Linked DNA regions of Arachis hypogaea: region 2 is linked to region 1. Evidence: chromatin contacts called from public Hi-C data. All regions are on one chromosome and are shown on one strand. The core of a region is the stretch at or near the end of the contact, and the rest is flanking DNA. Distances in the headings are between cores, read along the strand shown.

What was found. Hi-C and Micro-C count contacts between places; a contact is called where the count stands out from the background.
Region 2: a Hi-C map of leaf shows a contact between it and region 1, with 3 times the contacts expected there. The contact joins the enhancer-like site here to the promoter of LOC112717211 in region 1. A contact is called at or near these places in 2 of 8 Hi-C or Micro-C datasets (both in leaf).

Annotation. Positions count from the first base shown.
Region 1 is chr10:4,637,646-4,641,533 of arahy.Tifrunner.gnm2.J5K5, reverse strand. It overlaps LOC112717211 (protein FAR1-RELATED SEQUENCE 5-like), which reads right to left and starts at 2,557. Exons shown (of 1, transcript XM_025769305.1): 1 at 1,577-2,557. The coding sequence starts at 2,557. The coding sequence ends at 1,577. LOC140175545 reads right to left here and starts at 3,055. Exons shown (of 1, transcript XM_072204050.1): 1 at 2,633-3,055. The coding sequence starts at 3,055. The coding sequence ends at 2,633.
Region 2 is chr10:4,753,637-4,757,725 of arahy.Tifrunner.gnm2.J5K5, reverse strand. It overlaps LOC112714785 (a long non-coding RNA gene), which reads left to right. Exons shown (of 4, transcript XR_003159363.2): 4 at 331-818. Among protein-coding and RNA genes, the nearest start is that of LOC112714785, 3.9 kb to the left of the region's middle. Within about 2 kb of position 2,800, at least 1 of the 3 cell types and tissues checked has open chromatin away from gene starts, as enhancers often do.

The DNA of each region.
Region 1 (3,888 bases), core at 1,308-3,807:
ATCTACCCTCAACTGGAAAACTATTTAATCCAATATATGGAGGTATAACAACGAGAAAATTTACTTTCCATGCTAACTTGGATGTAGCTGCATACGATTCCGGGCATCAGCCGGATTAACAGAATACAAACCAAGGAAATTTGTGACCCTAATAACCTTGGTAACGTATAAAAAATTTTCCTTCAACAAAGAACACAGTATGGTTAATACTTTTAGCACCGATCTTGTAACAACCGCAATATCTCCAACACCTATAACGAAGAACCTCACATTAATCCAAACTCACCCAAGGTAAATGAAACACAGTAACTACTTCTATTGAACAATGACCATAACAAAATCAAGTACATTGAGCTAATTTGCATGTTTCATAACAATAAAATCCTAATACAAACAGCACCATGAAATAGCATCAACAACTTCCCAAACACAATCCCTGCCATAAAGCGTGTTCTATGCAAATTTAAAATCAGAATACGAGTAACAATCGAAAGTGAGATTACCAAGCCACAAGTTGATTACCTCTATATTCCAGTCGACGGTGTTACCCACTCCGCCCATGTTCCTAGTTTGGCTTTACGTTGTGCCTATTACATGGTCCCATCCGTCATAAGCTCCGGCATCCTGCTCCTTGCGACAATCGTCTCCCTCTTCTAACCATTTGCCTTGATCAGCGTGTAGGTTAAAGTTCGACAGAACAACCTATATCACAACAAAATTGATATAATGTTGCTGACGCAATGAGGTCAAACTATTTAACTAGTGAATAATGATATTGCAAACAACTGTTTACCTCGAGTTTGCTTAGTGTCGTTTTCTTGGTGGGACACTGTTTATATTTTGTCGAGGTTGGGATTTTTTATGGCTCAGTGCACCTCCTCTTTGTGTGCTCGATTTTCCTGCATCTCGTGCACTTCCTTTTTCTACCTTTGTGTCCCCGTGTGCTAGGTGCCCCTTTTGTGCACACAACGGTTGGATCTCGAACATCACAGGCAGCATTCGAATTCTTATCCATCGTGTCATTGTCGCTGCGTGCTTGTAGATCACAACATATATACTTGATTCTGCTCATGCATTTCTTGTGCAGATCGTTATTTTTAGATCCGACGAACAACATCCACTGTGAAGCAGCATGCAGGGCTCCATGTCTCAACAAGAAACCCCGCTCATGAGCTAGTGTCGTCTTCTCAGCATATTCATTGACTGTCTTCACATCCTTCCTCCATCGTCTCAAAATCAACTGCTCAGGAATTCTTTTTACATGCTTGTGCTTCATGACAAAAAACATATGCCTGCAAGGAAAATCTTCTTTCTCCCAAAATCCACATCGAGAGACCAACCTCCCTCTTTTTGGATCGTACAATGCCACCACATTCTGACCGGAGAATCCATACTCCTTAACCGTGTACACCATGGTTGTTGAGACCCGTCGTTTGCTTACGAAGTTAACGACCGATATAGAATCAATCTCTTTCTTGACTTGTGTGAATATGACCTTCTTGTACACCGATGCAGCAAACTGTTCCATCGGATCAAGACAGGTCGTCATAACAGGAACACCATACATTGAACTGAACTATGTAACCAGCTCATTGTTCTGGTACTCCCGTACTAGTAGCTCTAGATTCTGCACAAGCTCTAAAATAGTGTGCCTAGACGACAGAAATTTTTTAAAATGGGAATTGATACTCTCACACCGAGACGTCGTGCGAAACCCAGCACAAAACTTGCGACGCAAGTACGCATTTACCCATATCTTCCTCTTTTCATACAGTTGTAACGCCCAATACTTATTGAGTAACCCATACTGTTCAGCAACCTGTGCCCGTTCACCCTCAAACTCTTCAACCTCCATGTCGGCATACAACCACTTGGCAAAGACATCACGGAACATCTGCTCATTGGTGTTCGAGGTCACATTCTTCTGCAGATGCCATGCACACAACCTATGGGTTGCCCGAGCCAACACTTCTCTAACTGCAGCAATCATTGATTCATCCCCGTCGATCACGACAACAGAGGGCATCTTCCCACACATGAGTTCTAACAAGTTCTCCAACATCCACTTGTATGAACCGATTGTCTCATCTAAAACCAAACCAAAACTAAAAATTGTTGTTTGCTTGTGGTTGTTTGAACCTGAGAATATGACAAGGGGTCTGTTGTACTTGTTCTTCTTATACGTCGAATCGAATGCAACGACGTCTCCAAAGTGTTGAAAATCAACCCTACTAGGACTATCTGTCCAAAACATGTTTGTCAACATACCTTCTTTAGTCAAATTGTACCGGGCCATAGACATGGGATCAGCAGCTGCCTTGCCTTCTAGGTAGACTATAGCAGCGTTCATGTATCCATTAACCACCTTTGCACGCTTCGACCGATCAATATAATTGTATGCGTCTTTTTTGGTAAAACCCAAACAAGAATAACCACCCACAATCCCAGCCATGTACCCCAGTATCTTAGACGTTGGCAACCCATACGCATGCATTCCATCCATATGGGCCTTTGCGGAACCCGATATCACCCGAAAACTTCGGATCATGTGAACCATTCCCCTCGATATCAATTCGTGGTTATGCTTGAGGATTACTTTCCGAACCTTCCAAATCGAGATACCCTTATCAAGTTATACAAACATCAAGGCTTGGCAATTCGTGCGTGTCTTAGGCCTATGGCATCTCTTCCTGTCTAGTCTATTGTAGTGTTTCCCATCCCTTAGGCCAGCCCTATTACAGAAGAACCTCCTTCTCACTACAGTCCCATCTTCATCCTTTGCATAGTCTCCCTTACGGGACCCAAATCCATTGCATTTTCCTACCCTACAATAAAACTCATATGCACGCTCTTCACTTCGAAACACCTTTTTCATTATATCATCTGCACTCAACCCAGTCACATCTCCATATTCACGACCATCTTCATCCGACAACAACTCAACCTTTCTTAAGTCATCCTCGTCAACAACGTCGTTGTTTGAAAGGCCTAACTCATTTTCACTTTCATCTGGAAACAAACTGTTTGCCTTGCCCATCCTACCATAGCACTCCATCTATTAAGTTGTAGAAGTTGGTTTTCAAAATAATAACTAATTCTGCTATAAAATTACACGCCTTTACCTCTACCAAGTTCCATGCCATCAACCATATATAAACCAAATCAAATGCTACTAAGGGCTAGATCTCATTATATGACATCACAATTACCAAAAAATGCATCCAATCTATCTCAAACCCAGACATAATAAACTTTTGACCACACAGACAAGTTATGCATGAAAACAAGAACAATTTAAATAAAAGAGGAACTTCATTCAACAACTCAGCAACCCAATAATAGCCTATCTCAATCTCAATTATCACGACGACAACAAAGTACCAAATTACCAAAGTAATAATTTGAGAACAATAGGTACACACAACAACACCCTAACAAATAAACAACCACAAGACCTGAATAGAAAATCTAGCAATTAGCAAACTACAACAACCGTAAAAATTTAATAACTTAAAACAGCAGCAGCCAACCAACTTAAGAAACTATCAACTTAACAAATTCAAGACCAGGAAATCAATAACCAAATCATCATTCATTAAAAAATTTCAAACATAACATTCAAATAATCATTAATCAAAGAATTATTTAATAGGTATAATAGAAAGTAAGTGTATAATTTTTCCTATAAACATAGAAACTGAGAATGTATAGTCAAAGATAGCATTCAAAGATCAACCGAAAACAACAAAACAAGAACATAATACAGCTACATTCAAATTTCAATATGAGTATGGTTAGCAGAATCTGAATAGTACTAGCAGATTCTAGGCCATCAACCATATATAAACCAAATCAAAGGCTGTTCTGGGCCACATCTCATCAAAAGAC
Region 2 (4,089 bases), core at 1,551-4,050, 120 kb before region 1:
AGACTCTGGTGAGAAATTTTATGGCCAAATCCTGATTTAGAAATGAATGATTTTGAGTCTTTCAAATGAGATTTTGAATTTGGCATGATTTTGAAATTGTTTGAAAGTTTTGAAAAGATGTGGAAAGTAGCTCCATTTTGAAAACTGATTCTTGGCAAGAGGTGAATTGAATACGTTTGTTATTTGAAAGTAAATTGGCCAAGAATGATTTTTACAATAAGATATTGAGTTTGATTGATTGTGGATATTACTGAGAATATGTTGAGGGTTTCTGACCTGACAAAGATGGTGGTATAATTCCACTTGCTCAGTGCGTAAACCGTTGTGCAGGGATGCTGGTTTTATCCTGCCTGCAGTGAGGATGGTGGTTTTATCCCGCTCACGTATTGATAAATTGTTTAGCAAGGACGGTGGTGTGATCTCGCTTACATATTGTTTTGTGTGCCCAGTAAGGATGGTCGTTTAATCCCGCTTACTCTGGAGGCAAGGACGGTGGTTTAATCCCGTTTGCGTGTTTCGAGTAAGGATGGTGGTTTAATCCCGCTTGTTTATGGAACCTACGGATAAGGATGGTGGTTTAATCCCGCTTATCCGAGTCGGGTCTGGCAACATAACCGACGCGTGAGCTCATGGCCAGTAGGACAAGCATGCATCATTTGCATCTATGTGACATTGATTGGGTGTGTTTATTGTATATGTGGTTTGCCTATGTGAATAATTATGCTTAATTATTAATTGCTCAACTTGATGTAACTGTTTGATTATGCTTGAACCTTCTACCTGTGTTTATGACTAAAATTGGTTGAATCTGTGGTGAATTATCTGTGGATTGATTTGTTTGGGCCTAGAGCCGTAGTTGATTACGAGATGGGTCAAAGACCGTGTTTGATTTGAGTTTTTGGTTTAGAAAAGTATGAAAAATTAAACTGGTTCAGCATAGATTTAATGAACCTATGCTTGGAACAGTTTGGTCATTCATGCTGTCTAGAAAAAACATTTAAAAATACTTTTGGATTTATGAGAAATTAACATTTTTCCCTTTCAAAAAGACTTTCGAATTTTGAATATTAAATCTTTGGTTTTGAAAAGGTGCATAAGACAGTTATTAATCACTGTACTTTAAAAACGGTCTTATTTTCGTATTTTATTATAGCAATTTTGTGACCCTATAGTGAGAACCCTTTCAAGGACGATGTTCTCACTCCCCTACAGGTTTTTCCCTTTTCAGGATATGGACGACGAAACTTTAGAAGAGTTATATTCATTTTCTGTTTATTTGATATTATTTTGTATTATCTTAGGTATTATTGTTCCCTTTCCTTTATTTTTAGCCATTTTTGCAAAAGGGATAGAAGTTTTTATATGTGAAGTTTGTGTATATATATATATATATATATATATATATATATATATATATATATATATATTTGTAAATATTGTAATCTATATTGCAACGTATGGATGTATGTTTTGAATATTCGATTTCAGTTTTAAATAGGCTCATATTTTAGTACTAAATATTTTAAGAGTCGTTGTAATACCCGAGCTATCAGAGTGGCGCAGCCGGAAGTGTGACTTTTAATAGTTAGGGTGTTACACATTATGTCATCATTGTAGATGCACCAAATCAGTCCCTCACTTTGCATTAAGTGATTCATTTTAGTCCCTGAAATTGAATGTCTTGATCAAACTATTCACTTCACCAATTTTTTCTCATTTTTTTAAATTTAAAATTTTCAATATCTTGGATGCACTAATTTCATTTCTATTTTTTCATATATCGTTTAAATACAAGTGTTTTCATAAAAAGTTTTAAGATTTTAGTTTAAATTATATAATTTTTTTAATAATTTAATATTAGTAAATTTTGTAATATATAAGTATGTTATTATAAAAAAATAATTATATGATTGATTAGACACATTTTTTTCATCAAAAAACATGTGCTTTAACAAGAAATCAATAATTAAAATAAACATCGTTTTTGTTCTTATGAAATAGACGTTTTCGTTATGTGTAAATGAGTTAGATTGAAGGCACTTCAATCACCGTCACTACCATGCATCTCCGACCTCTGCAGTCTAGACAAAAGAGGTCGAAGACGGTAATGAGGGAAGCTTGAAATGCCTTCACGTCAACTCTAAAACGGCGGTTAGGAATATCCACAAGAGAAAAATATTTTATAAAAGCACTAAAAGAGGTCGAAGATGGTAGTGAAGGTGCTTGAAATGCCTTCACGGCTTCACGTCAACTCTAAGTCGACGGTTAGGGTATTCGCAAGAGAAAATTTTTTTTATAAAAGCACTTTTATTTGATTAGCATGTGAAAAAATAGAATTAAAATGAATGCATTCAAAAATATTGAGAATTTTAAATTTATAGAAAAAATGAGAAAAAAACTAGTGAAATGACTAGTTTGGTGCACGACATTCAATTTCAAGGACTAAACTGAGTCACTTAATGCAAAGTAAGGGACTAATTTAGTGCATCTACAATGATGACATAATGGATGACACGTGGCACAAACGGACACATGTCCAAATAACATTGTGACACGTGGCACAACCATCCACATTAGCATGCCACGTGTCATTGGTCACTACATCATCATATTATTATACGTGGCCAAATGACACTACATCATCATATTATTACACGTGGCCAAATCATGGAGTGATACGTGTTATTTTCAGTTCACGTCATCAAGTCATGTCATCACGTCGTTAATGAAAAATAGGCTATGGACTAATATGGTGCACTGTTATCAATTTTAGGAACGTAATTAGTACAATTAAAATCTCAAAGACGATTTTAATGCACAACGCCAATTTTAGAGGCCATTTTAGAGTTTAACTCTCGTTGTGGGCTATCTTAAACATTAGAAATAATTGAATAATTAAAGAGGTTCATTTTATTTTTTGCCTCTAAGTCCATTTTTTCTTGATACACTTGGTAAGCCTAGCATGCACAATATTCGACTCGTATGATAATCCAAACAAAAAATGGGAGACCAATCCATGTATGTGTATCTCATCCAATGAAGAAAATCTATCTTTAAGAAAAACAACCACGCTATCCTTCTCCCTCAAAAAAAAAAAAAAGTTAAATAATACACATAAAAAAATAATTTAGTATAAAATATATATTCAAAGTTTATAACATAATATATATAAATATATAATAACTGATTTAATAATTAATTTTTTATTTATTATTGTATTTTTGTTATAAAAATTGCAATCCAGTTAGTATTGGTACTACATATGCACCTAGAAACCTAGTATACTACGTAGTATCTCCTGTTTTATAAGTTTAATTTTTTATTATACTATTGACCAACAAATAAAATTTAAATATAAAATTTATGTATGTTATTTCTATTAGATATGTTTAATTTAAAAATAATTTATGGAGATGGAAGCTTATTACATTAAACTATCACATAATTTGAATATCAATAAGATATTATAACGATAAATTTAATTATATATAGATGTATCAACCAATATAAATAAATAAATAAATACATAGTTAGCTTTTGCGTAAATGAAGTTTAGTGACATTTTAAAAAGTATCAATTAATGTTATTACTAAATTATATTAAGTGTTAGTAAAACTATTCAGCATTTAAAATAAATCTCTTCAGCAATATAGTCTATATACAAAAGTTGTAAACCTATTATTAAAGAATTTTATTTAACAACATTTATCTAAACAATATTTCAAGTACCAACAATTTTAATTTACATTAGTTAGTACTTTTAGTCAGTAATTCAACATTTTTAGTAGTCTAGCACTTCAGCATCATATTTTTAATTAAATTTTTAAATATATCAAATTAAACTAATTACTTAATAAAAAATAATTTATATTACCTTTCGGTGATTAAAGGTTATATACAAGTCGATGGAAAAATTTAACTGGTATTTGAAATAGCTTCTTTCAAAAAAATATTTTATGATTTAAATCTTTAATTTTACAGGTAAAATCTTACCCAACTATATATCGAAAATTCAATCCACTCCTACTCTTTTTGGATATATTTTGATTCAATTATATCTCTAAAGTTAAAACCTAAGAATCTGATGAG